2 separate regions of the Mus musculus genome follow, and region 2 is linked to region 1. The links are chromatin contacts, called in public promoter capture Hi-C maps. All regions are on one chromosome and are shown on one strand. Each heading gives the region's core, a stretch centred on a gene start, on an enhancer-like site or on the middle of the called end of the contact. The rest is flanking DNA. Distances are from core to core; before and after follow the strand shown.

What was found. Promoter capture Hi-C pulls out the DNA fragments that hold promoters and counts their contacts.
Region 2: a contact with region 1 is called in a promoter capture Hi-C map of liver, with 2.1 times the contacts expected there. The contact joins two enhancer-like sites. A contact is called at or near these places in 3 of 39 promoter capture datasets (the 3T3-L1 cell line, hippocampal neurons and liver).

The regions. Positions count from the first base shown.
Region 1 is chr11:5,488,945-5,495,187 of GRCm38.p6, forward strand. The region is part of intron 1 of Gm11963 (predicted gene 11963); the gene reads left to right. It also overlaps the pseudogene Gm11962. Among named protein-coding and RNA genes, the nearest start is that of Gm11963, 6.2 kb to the left of the region's middle. Within about 2 kb of position 2,352, at least 27 of the 459 cell types and tissues checked have an H3K27ac peak or open chromatin away from gene starts, as enhancers often do. A contact at or near this core is called in liver, where this site is marked.
Region 2 is chr11:6,041,812-6,048,054 of GRCm38.p6, forward strand. The region is part of intron 1 of Camk2b (calcium/calmodulin-dependent protein kinase II, beta); the gene reads right to left. Among named protein-coding and RNA genes, the nearest start is that of Camk2b, 21 kb to the right of the region's middle. Within about 2 kb of position 2,335, at least 3 of the 459 cell types and tissues checked have an H3K27ac peak or open chromatin away from gene starts, as enhancers often do. A contact at or near this core is called in liver, where this site is marked.

The DNA.
Region 1 (6,243 bases), core at 1,102-3,601:
TTGTCCTTCACTGGCCTCAAAGTCCCCATGGAGCCAAGAATGACCCTAAACTTCCTGGTCCTCTTTTTACTATTTTATTTACTATTTCCCTTTTGCTGGGATTTCAGGCATGCACCATCTCGCCCATTTTGTCTGACGCTGAGATCAAACCTAGAGTTTCATTTCTATTAGGCACACAGTCCACCAACTGACCTACCTCCCCAGCCCAAAATTTAAAATATTTAAAGTATGAATAACATAAAATTACCTTATCATGACCACGAAATGTTTTATTACACCAATTCTTTGTTTATCGCTTTATTGAAGTGTGTGTGTGTGTGTGTGTGTGTGTGTACTTGTGTGTACTTGTGTGTACTTGTGTGCCACAGAATGTGTGTGAAGGTCAGACGACAACTTGTAGGAGTCTGTTCTCTCCTTTACTGTGTGTATAGCGGGATTGTCTGGATCCATCAGCGATTAAATAATGACACAGAGACTTATTAATATTTATTGTAGCTAGCTAGGCCTTTAACTGAGCTGACTCTCAGCTAGCTCAATCTAAATCAACCCGACTATTCTAGCCTACGCCCCACCACGTGACTAGTTCTCTATATGCTCCTGTTCTCGACTATACACCTCCATGTCTGGCTGGCAAATTTTCCCTTCTGATTTCTTCTCCCAGAGACCCTTTCTCTGGCCGGAAGTTCCGCCCTCCACTTCCTGTCTGGCTACTGTCCATCAGATCTTTACTAAAGCCAATCAGCAAGTGAGGAAGGTGAATGTTTACAGACTAGGAAACCAGGCGATGGCCACAGTCTACGCTGGTACAGAATTAACAATGAGACATACAGAGGCGCACCTTCACATAGTGCACCCCAACACACGTGGGTCCTGGCAATCAAATTCAGGCTGTCAGACTTGGCAGCATATGTATGATGTGAACTTCTGTCAGAGTGGCCATCAGTCAAGTGCATTTTTAAAAAAAGAAAGATAACCAAGGCGTCTTCTTCATTTTTCTACCTTGTCTGACCCAGGACTCTTCAGACTTGAACTACTGCATCTGGCTTTATGTGGTGGTGTGGAGATTCGAACTCAGGTTTATGGGGCAAGTGCTTTACTATGGCGAACCATCTCCTGAGCTCTTAAAAATGTTCTACGAGACCAGGAGGTGGTGGCAAATGCCTTTACTCCAAGCACTTGAGAGGCAGAGGCAAGGGTGCTGCCAATTTGAGATCAGCCACAGCTAGACAGCAAAAAAGACCTGGTCTCAAAAACAAAAAAGTAAAATAAGTAAGTAAATACGTATCTATACATGAAATAATAATAATCATAAATAACAACAGATGATGAGTCCAGGAAAATTACAACATCAAGTCAAATGTTGCTGTTTTCTAGGATGTTTACTTGTTGTTGGCTTTGTTTATTTCCTGTGAGGACCCTGGGCATGGAGAGAGGAGTCAGCAGCTAGGAGGGCACTGCTCCTGTGGAGGACCTGAATTCCCAGCGCCCACATGGGGCAGTTCACCACTGCTGATAACAACAGCTCCAAGAGATCGGGTGCCTCTGCTCCCTGAGGGCACCCACAGTCATGGGAGCATACTTGCACACAGATAGATACATGCACACAAATTATATATATATATATAAAAAAAAGATAGGCTATCCTGAAGCTCAGGCTAGCCTTGAATTTACTATGTAGCTGAGGCTGCCTTTGAACTCCTGACTCTCCTTTCCTCCTGCCCAGGCTGGCCTTGAACTCACACCCAAGCAATCCTCCCACCTCAGTCTCCCAAGTAGCTGAGACAACATGTGAGTGCCTCTGAATTTCACATTTATTTATTTATTTATTTATTGGTTTATGTCTCGGGTACTTTTCTATTGTTGTGAAGAGACACCTCCACCAAGCCAGCTTTGAGAAAGACACATGTACTTTGTGGCTCATGGATTTAGAAAGCCATAACCATCATGGGGGTTGGGAGGGGGACATGGCCACCGGCAGTCAGGCATGGCTCTGATGCTGTAGTTGAGAGCTCATAATTTGGCCCACATACATGAGGCCGAGAAAGTGAGACACCAGGACCAGCGTGGGCTTTTGAAATCTCAAGGTCCACCCCTGTTGAAACACTTCCTTCAAGGCCACACAGCCAATTTCTTCTCAAACAGTTTCACCATCTGAGGACCAGGCCTTCAAAGACATGAGCTATGCTGGGCCGTGCCTATGCAGGTCACCACACTGAGGTGCATGGCAATAGAACCTTCAGATCTCCAGTTAGTCATTGCTCTGAAATCACTGTCTCTAGCCTCGGGATAATGTCACCACCCCAGGAAGTCCTTGTTCGTTGTTCCTCTCTCTGGTGACCTCTGCTGTGCTCCGTGTGGAGCAGTGTAGTGACTCGGGCCATAGATTCCCTGACTGTGCCCATTGATAGCTGCCTCTTCCCCTGTAAGGTCATGTTTGCGTCTTATTTTAGCTGAAATCCACGAGGTATGAAGGTAAACATTAGCTGGGTGTGGCAGTCCACACACACCTGTGTGCACCACAGAGGCCGAGGCCTGAGAACCTCTAGTTCAAGGCTGTAGTCTGGGCTACAGGGTGAGATCCTACCTATCACAAGAAACCAAGGGCTGGGGATGTAGTTCAGTGGTAGACCTATTGCACACAAGGCCCTGGGTTTGATTCGATAGTACTACAACCATTACCAACAACCTCACCATTTGAAAGTGTGCATTTGGGGCTAGAGAGATGGCTCAGTGGTTAAGAGTACTGACTGCTCTTCCAGAGGCCCTGAGTTCAATTCCCAGCAACCACATGGTGGCTCATGACCATCTGTAATGGGATGTGATGCCCTCTTCTGGTGTGTCTGAAGAGAACTCATATACATATACAGGCCTCCCCCTGCCCCCTGCCCAGCACCTGGAATGCCCAACCCTGCTTTCAGCCTACCTTTCCCTTCTCATGGCCTACTGGGATTTTACTATCTGATAAAGACGACACAAGAGGAGAAGAAACATTTAGGTGAGAGAGTGAGACAAAACCCCTGAAATCCAGGAAAACTCGCCCAGGCTGTCCAGCCCAGAAGAAGCCATTTGTAAAGTCAAAGCCGCCCCTCATCTTGGATGCAAGGCTCCTCCTGGCCCCGGCTTGAAGGCTGCTCCCGGTGCTATTGACAGATGACGATTGCAATGTTTATTTTCTTATCAACCAAGTAAAAGTCAGAGGCCAGGTTGAAAGAGAAAAATCCCCACAGCTGGCATTGACATAAAGACCAAACAGGAAGGAGTTTCAAATGCAGGAAAGGCCACGGTTGTCTGTTAAACAGCACCTACCTGGAATTCATTTAAGCAATCAAAGAATGTGATGTCATCTCAGTTTCCAGTTTTTGGTCTGGTAATGCTATAGGAGCTAGTGTCTCATATAGGGTCAGAGGGTCTGACTTGCTGTGTCGCAGAAGATGACTTTGAACTCCTGACTCTCTTGATTCCATTTCTCAAGTCCTCAGAAGGTGTTTGTCATCATATCAGGTTTCTTTCAGTGCCGGGGACTGAACCTAGGACTTTGTGCAGGCCAGCAAGCAAGCACTCTACAACCAAGCCCAGCTCAGCTCTACCCCAGTGCTTCTCAGCTTTCCTAACTTTAATACAGTTCCTCATGTTGTGGTGACCCCCGGCTGTAAAAGTGTTTTCCTTGCTACTTCATAACTGTAATTTTGCTACTCTTACGAATCATAAGGTAAATATCTTATATGCAGGATTTCTGATATGCAAGGCCCAAAGGGGTCAAGACCCACAGGTTGAAACTGCTCTAGCCTAGCCCTCATCGTATCTAAAAGGAAGAAAGGAAAAATAAAAGACAGAAGGGAAATGTTTGGGTCTGGAAAGATGGTTCAGTTGAAACTTGAATTCAGTTCACAGAATGCGTGTGCCAATGCCTGGCATTGTGCCGAGAGCTGAGAAAATAATCACTGAGCTCCCCAAGAGGCCACACTGACCTTAGAGGTAACTGGTTAATCCCCAGCTTCTCCTGAAACTACCATGATGCCACTTCATGTGTGTGTGTGAGAGAGAGATGTATATATGTCTGTGTGTGTGTGTGTGTCTGTGTGTGATGTCTGTGTGTATGATGTATATATGTCTAGGTGTGTGTGTCTCTGTGTGTGTGGTGCATATATGTGTGTGTGTGATGTCTGTGTGTATGATGTATATATGTCTAGGTGTGTGTGTCTCTGTGTGTGTGGTGCATATATGTGTGTGTGTGATGTCTGTGTGTGATGTATATATGTCTAGTTGTGTGTGTCTCTGTGTGTGGTGCATATATGTGTGTGTGTGGTGCATGTGTGTGTGTGTGTCTTTCTGTGTGTGGTGCATATATGTGTGTGTGAATCTGTGTGTGTGTGCAGATCCTCCTTCCCTGTGCGCACGTGTAGAGGGCAAGGGTCAAAGCAAGCTGTCTTCTGCCTTTCTCCATGCTAGCACTTGGTTACGCACATGTAAAGCCACACTCAGCTTTTCTTTTTTTTATTTTGGCTGCTAGGAGTCCAAATGCAGGTCCTTCTTTTTTTTTTTTTTTTTTTTTTTTTTAGATTTATTTATTTATTATATGTAAGTACACTGTAGCTGTCTTCAGACACTCCAGAAGAGGGAGTCAGATCTTGTTACGGATGATTGTGAGCCACCATGTGGTTGCTGGGATTTGAACTCAGAACCTCTGGAAGAGCAGTCGGGTGCTCTTACCCACTGAGCCATCTCACCAGCCCCAATGCAGGTCTTTCTGCTTACAAAGGAAGCTCTATACCCACAGTCCACAAAGACAATTTTTAAAAATATTTGTTTTTTAAATTAGAATTTATGAAAATGGTGTTTTCCTGCATGTGTATCTATACCATGTGCATGCAGTACTGGAGGAGAACAGAAGAGAGTGTCAGGTCTCCAGGAGCTGAAGTTACACATAGTTGAGGGCAGCCTATGGGTGCTGGGAATTGAACCTGGGTCCTCTGAAAGAGTGGACAGTGCTCTTAACCACTGAGGCATCTCTTAGCCTAAAAATGCCAGTCTTTAGAATTACATTTCTATTGCTTTGGGGGAATGTGTTTAGCATGTGTGTGGAGGTCAGAGGTCACGTTCCAGTTCTCAGGTTTCTCCTTTTCCCCTGTGGGGTTAGGGAGCTGATTTCAGGCCGGGAGGCTTGGCAGATGGACCTGCTGAGCCAGTCCACAATGCCATCATATGTCTTTTTGCATCATTTTAGAAATGCTGTTTCAACATATACCCTTTTCCCTTGGGCTGGGGAGATGATTTTGCATTCAATCATGAAGACTTGAATTTGAATCTCAGAACCTACATAAAGCAGGACACACTAGCTTGGGACTGTGTCTGCAGTGTGGCTGTGTGGAGATGGGATGGGAGGTAAGCGTCAGCTAGCCTGAGCTGTGCGACATGTACTGCAGTGAGTTAAAGATCCCGTTTCGAGCAACGTGGAGGGGGAGGACCAACACTCAAAGTGGTCTTCTGATCACCACATATGGGTGCCTGTACACACACACCATGCACACACACTCACATGGGAGATTGTTTTATTATTATTTTTTAATTTTTCCAAGTAATGACAGTGTTCTGATTTATCTCTCCCCTTTACAACCAAGTAAAAACATTCCTTCCCTATAGAAGTTTTTTATATATTATTTTAGCTTCAAGAACTACAAAATATATTGACATTAAAAATTGAAATGTTGGGGCTGGTGAGATGGCTCAGCGGGTAAAAGCATCAACTGCTCTTCCGAAGGTCCTGAGTTCAAATCCGAGCAACCACATGGTGGCTCACAACCATCTGTAATGAGATCTGACTCCCTCTTCTGGTGTGTCTGAAGACAGCTACAATGAACTTACATATAATAAATAAATAAATCTTTAAAAAATTGAAATGTCAAGAAAAAAATAGTAACATGGGGTTAAACAAAACAAACAAACAAACAAACAACCCAAAACCCACCGCACGAGGTAGTCAGTGAATGTTTTAACATCAGTCTACTTCACCATCTCAGGATCACAGCACGCTTGACCATAGCAGCCCGTACAAGGCTACGACTAGAACAGATGGTAATTATGGTCTAACCGTCACTGTGAAGATAGAGAGCACATAGAGCAGCAACAGCCAGCTTTCCTTTCCTCTCCCAAAATCCTGGCACTTAGGAGGCTGAGGCAGGAGGACTGTTATAATTCAGAACTGGAGAGACATTCTCTCTCAGAAAAGCAAAAACTACGACAGAA
Region 2 (6,243 bases), core at 1,085-3,584, 550 kb after region 1:
GTTTCCGCAAAATAGTTAAACACGGGGTCGACACATGGTCCAGCAATCCTAAGCGGAGTCAAAGAATGGAGAGCCAGGACTAAAACAGAAACGCATATGCCACAATTGCTCACAATCATCAAAAGCAATCGAGTGCCTGTCGAAGGAAGAATGGGGGACGAAGGGCAGCCCGTGTGCACACGGGACGTTCCTCAGCCTCAGAAAGGAAGACAATCCGGACAACCCACTACAGTATCCACACACCTTACAGATGTTCACCAAGCAAAGCAAGCCAGCTGTGAACGATGAACACTGCAGGATTCGCCCCACACAGATGCCCAGGATAGGCAAGTCCATAGAAAGACAGATAACCGTGGTAGCAGGGGCCTGGAGGAAGGAGGGGGTGGGGAGGGGGTGTCAAGTGGGTCCCGAGCTTCACCTGGTACAGATGGAAAAGTTCCACAAGGACAGAGTGTACTTAGTGTGGTGGAAATCTGTCCTAAAATGGTTAAAAACTTGGAATAGATATGATAGAAAATAGAAGAAGCAATGTGACTAGTCATATAGCAGTATAAGTGCGTCAATGGATATGTAAATGATATGTAAATTGAGAGGACAATAGTACATAGGGCCAATATCTTACACCTCACATCATTTTTATTATTTATTCGTTTGTCCATGACTCTGCCACTTCCTTATTGTACATATAATCTTGAGGTAAATTTTCATCTATAAGTACAAATAGTACTTTATTTAGAATTTTTATAAAATTAAGAAAATACTCTGTTTGTGTGTGTATGTGTAAACAACTAAATGTTACCTCTGATCACACTTTTAATACTTAAAATGGTAAATTTTATATTATGTTATCCATTTGGGCTCTAGATGAATTAAGACACTCACTGAAATAAAGCTTGAGTAGCCTTATTCACTTTGGGCAAGAGTGAGGGAAACTGAGGCATGAGCAGGCTATTACATAGTGATGGAGCCATTTTTCAAGAAGTCACAGTAATCCAGACTTAGGCACCCCAACAACAAAGCACTAGCTCGAGACTGGCGCTGGTGAAACTGTGAGAAGAATTAGGGAGACCCACCACACAATTGGAGATTTCAAAACCTTGAGTCAGAAATGCCCAGAGACAGGTGTTGGGGAGATGGCCACTGCACAAACAGAAAGACCTAAGTCTGGTCCCCAGGACACACACACACACACACACACACACACACACACACACACACACACACACACACACAAACACAAACACAAACACACACACCAAAGCCAAAACACTAGGAGTAGTGGCACACACTCCTAACCCAAGGTGAAGCTGGGTGGACTCCAGGGTTTGCTGGCTAGTCAGTTTGGCCTTCCAGGTGAATGTCAGACCAGTGTGATACTGAGTGGCACCTTAGAAGCAAACTCCTGAGATTGTCCACTGGCCTACACACACACACACACACACACACACACACACACACACACACACACACACACACAGTGTGCCTGCGCACACATGAGCATATATGTGTGCACACACCCATATATACAGAAATGAGAATATCTAGCAGGCAGATAGTCAGGACATGATGGAGGTCTAGAGATAGACCATCTTATTCAGCAGCAGGATTTACCCACCATTCTCAAACTCACATGAAATGTTCATTAAGATAGATCCCGTGCTGGGCTGTAAACACACATTGAATTTAAGAGAACAGAAATCAAAGTGGGCTGTGATGGAATTAAAGTAAAGAATGAATAACAGAAAGATGGCCTGAAGAATCCTAATACGTGGTTATTAAATGCCATGTTTCTAAGGATTGAAGAAGAAGGCTGAAGGAAAAATGTAGAAGATATTTTGATTTTAAAAAATGAAAGTAGAACTTATAAAAATTGTCAAATGCAGTGAGAGTGGTCTTCAGAGAAAATATTATATCATAAAATGCATATATTTAGAAAAGAAGAAATATTTAAACTCAGTGTGAACATCTCCTAAAGAAGTAAGTAAGAGGCTCTGGAGAGATGGCTCAGTGGTTTAAAACATTTGCTGCTCTTGCAGAGGTCCCAGGTTCAATTTCCAGCACCCACACTGTGATGCACAGTCACCCATAACTCCAGTTCTAGGGAGCTGAAGCCCTCTTCTGACTGCTCTGGGCACCAGGCACACACATGGCACACACGTGGTACACATGCACACATGCAGACAAGACATCTGCACACATCAAAATAAATAAACCAGAAAGAGAGAGTGGTATTGAAAGGAAACAAGGAAAATAAAATCTAGAGCAGAAATCAGTGAAACTGTAGACAGAAAATCAATACAGAAAATCAACAAAGCCGAACACTTCAGAAAGATCAATGCTAGTGAAAAACTGCTGGCTGCAAATGTGAGCAGAGGAAGAGGGCAGATGCAGGAGTGGGATGGGGTGAGGGCACAGGACTCACAGAAATGAAGGCAGGGCTGTCGCTCCTGAGCCCACCCACTCTGAAAGGGTGACTATGAATAGTGTGGACAGTCAGCCCTATGGCCATGGTTTGATAACTTAGGTGAGATGGACCAGCTCTTGGAAAGACAAACATCACACAGTGGTGGTGCATAGTTGCAGTTCTGGCACTTGGAAGGCTAAGGCTAGAAAGATCTGGTTTTCAAGGTCATTGTGGGCTCTGTAGGAAGACCCACTCACCTTTCAGAGGTGATCTGGCCAGGTCTAGATCTCTCAGAGGTACTGAGGGGGTAACTGACAGGTTTCAGAAACAGAAAGAACTCTGCCCCATGGTCTCATCTGTGAATTCTATCAGACATTTAAGAAAAGACAACAAGCCTGATACCCTAGCACACATCTCTAATCCCAGCCCTTGGGAGGCAGAGGCAGGTGGATTTCTGCAAGCTCATGGCCAACCTGGCCTACATAGAGAGTTATAGGCCAGCCAAGGCTCTATAGTGAGATCTGCCTCAAAAATAGAACAAGCAAACATATAGACAGCGTACTGATTCTTTTCTGGAAAGTCAGCAGCCTAAGGAATTCTTACCTTAGTCTCTGTGGTGGAGACCTTTCATAAACTAAATGCAAAAATTTTTGTCTGAGGTCTCCAAGTTGAATCCAGTGAGACTCACTGTTGGTACACAAGGCTGGCTCCGATTAAAAATCAATATAATCAAGCCATCAACAAATTAAAGATGGAAAATCATACAACCATACAGATAGCAAAAAGTTTTTTGGTTTTTTTTTTTTGTTTTTGTTTTTTGTTTTTAAATCCAGCCGGGCGTGGTGGCGCATGCCTTTAGTCCCAGCACTTGGGAGGCAGAGCAGGCGGATTTCTGAGTTCGAGGCCAGCCTGGTCTACAGAGTGGGTTCCAGGACAGCCAGGGTTACACAGAGAAACCCTGTCTCAAAAACAAAAACAAAAAAAAACCCAAAAAACAAAAAAAAATCCAATACTCACTCATTACAGCACAGTAGGCCAGGTTGGCCATGAGCTTGCAGAAATCCACCTGCCTCTGCCTCCCAAGGGCTGGGATTAGAGATGTGTGCTAGGGTATCAGGCTTGTTGTCCTTTCTTAAATGTCTGATAGACATTCACACATGCTCTTAGCAGGCTAGAACTATAATAGAATTTCCACAACTTGATAAAAAGTATTGACAAAGACCTACAGCTTCTATCATATGTAAAGCTAGATACTACCCTACATGATCAGAAGAAAGCTAGGATGTCTCCTCCTCTGTGATGTGCCATCGTACTGGAAAGCCCCAAATAATGCAGGAAGACAATGAAAGGAAATGCAGATCATACCGATGAGGATGGGAAATATAAGCATCTTTGCTTAGAAACGATGCAGCTGGGTGGAAACCCCTTCTGACCAACAGCAGCCTTGTCAAAGGTGGTACCAAAGGACAGAGGCTATCTGATCGATACTTAAAATTCAACTGCTGTCTTAGAAGAAATTAGAATTTGAAACCTAAAATATAATTGCATCTACGTCAGCACCACAACAAGTAAAATAAGTGGGTGTATCTCTGGCAAAATATGAGCAAGACCTCCTAGGGAAAGGGACAGAATTTGGATTTTAAAAATGGAAGACTAAGGGGTGTTAAAGCATCATGGGTGGTCCAGACGGACTCTGTGATGTCCACTCTTCCCAGTTTCATCTACAGATGAAGAATAAGAGCCACTAGTTATGGATCCAGACAAACTTACTCTTAAGTTGATGTGGGAAAGAAAAAGATACGGAATGTGCAACACAACCCTGGAAGAGAAGAATGCAGTTCCAGGACTCTGGAGCCCACATGGAGAAAGGAGGTTCTTGCCTACAACGGCCTTGGAACAAGTGGATGTGCAGCCGGAAACGGAGTCTAGACATAGAACTTACATCTTCTTCATGTTTGGACAGTAGCTCTGGTTAGCCTGGAACTTGCTATGTAGACCAGGCTGGTCTTGAACTCACAGAGATCCACCTGCCTCTGTCTTCCAAGTGCTGGGACTAAAGGCCTGTGCTGCCCTGGATCCCACAGCACACAGCTGGCAAGATCTTAAGTCCTTTAAAAAAATTAACATGAGACGGACTATAACCCAAAGGTAGTACACAGAACCCCAAAGAGTAACAGAAAAGAAAGTCTAGGTGATGCGTTTTGTTAATGACTCAGTCACAACACCAAGAGCAATGGGAAGATGGACTTAAAGTTCTAAAGTTCTGTTCTGAGAGGGACACGGTTTAAAGATTGAAAAGGCAAATTGCTACTGACCAGAAAACAGTGTTTGCAAAACATATATCTGGTGAAGAACTGGCTTCCAAAATAGGCAAAAAAACAAAAACAAAAACAAAAAATTTAAAAGCAAACAACACAAAGTGGGAAAACAAGCAAATGATCTAAACAGCTACCCAAGTGAAGAAGATTTTACAGATAGGAGATTGGTATATTAAAGGACTCCAAACATCCTTCATCATGAATTAAAGCAGCAAAGACATGCACTATTATGCACCTCCTAAGACGGCGGAGATCCAGGACCCTGGCATCTGGTGCAGGAGAGGCTGTGGAGCTACAGCAATGCAAACTGAGGGTGGGGACAGCCCCACCACTGAGGACAGTTTGGTGGTTTCCTAGAAAATTAAAACACCGGATCCAGCAGTTACACTCTCTAAGATGATGCACTCTGACTGCTTGCAAAGTTATAGATCCTGAACACAGATGCTGGAAGCCGCTCTAAGCAAACTGCCAAAGCTTACATGCCGCCAAGATATCCTTCCATATACATAGATGGAGGTTCATGTACTCCCACAGGGAACATATACATAGATGGAGGTTCATGTAAATCCACAGGGAACATATACATAGATGGAGGTTCATGTACTTCCACAGGGAACATATACATAGATGGAGGTTTGTGCACACAATGGAATGTTAGCCAAAACCAAACGAGCACCAAGTCATGGAAAGACGTTGAGGAACCTGATGAGGCTCCAAATGAAAGAACTCAGTCTGAAAGGCCACGCCCTGGATGGCTCCCTAGACGGTTCCCGTGCCCCAACTGCTGCAAATGATACTGGGATGGTAAACAAGGTGTCCAAGGTTTGGGGGAGGGATGTCTAAGGAGAGCCCAGAGGACACTCAGAGCAGTGACACTACATTGTATGGCAATGGTGGATATGTGTCATTACACATTTGTCCATAATCAAAGAACGCACAAGGTGACCTCTAATGTCAACTGTGAACTTTGGTTAAAAATGACATATCAGGGGCAGAACATGTGGCTCAGCAGCTAAGCACATCCTGTTCTTACATGGGACTAAAATCTGGTTCCCAGCACCCACATCCAGGGGTTTGCAACCTACCCTAACTCCTACTCTGGTGAAGTCGATGTCCTCTTCTGGCTTCCTCGGGCACTGGTCACATGTGGTGCTTACAAGTATACAGCAAAACATGAATACACATAAAATAAAAACAGAGAAAATGTTAGAAGAATACAGGGTGGGTAGGTGTTATTGTTAGAGTGTGGGATATACTCCTAAGCTTGTGAGTGTTGTGGTTAGAGTGTAGGATACCCTCTTAGGTTTGTGAGTGTTGTGGTTAGAGTGTGGAATACCGTCCTAGACTTGTGTGTGTTGTGGTTAGACTGTAGGATACCCTCTTAGGTTTGTGAGTGTTGTGGTTAGAGTGTGGAATACCGTCCTAGACTTGTGTGTGTTGTGGTTAGACTGTAGGATACCCTCTTAGGTTTGTGAGTGTTGTGGTTAGAGTGTGGAATACCGTCCTAGACTTGTGTGTGTT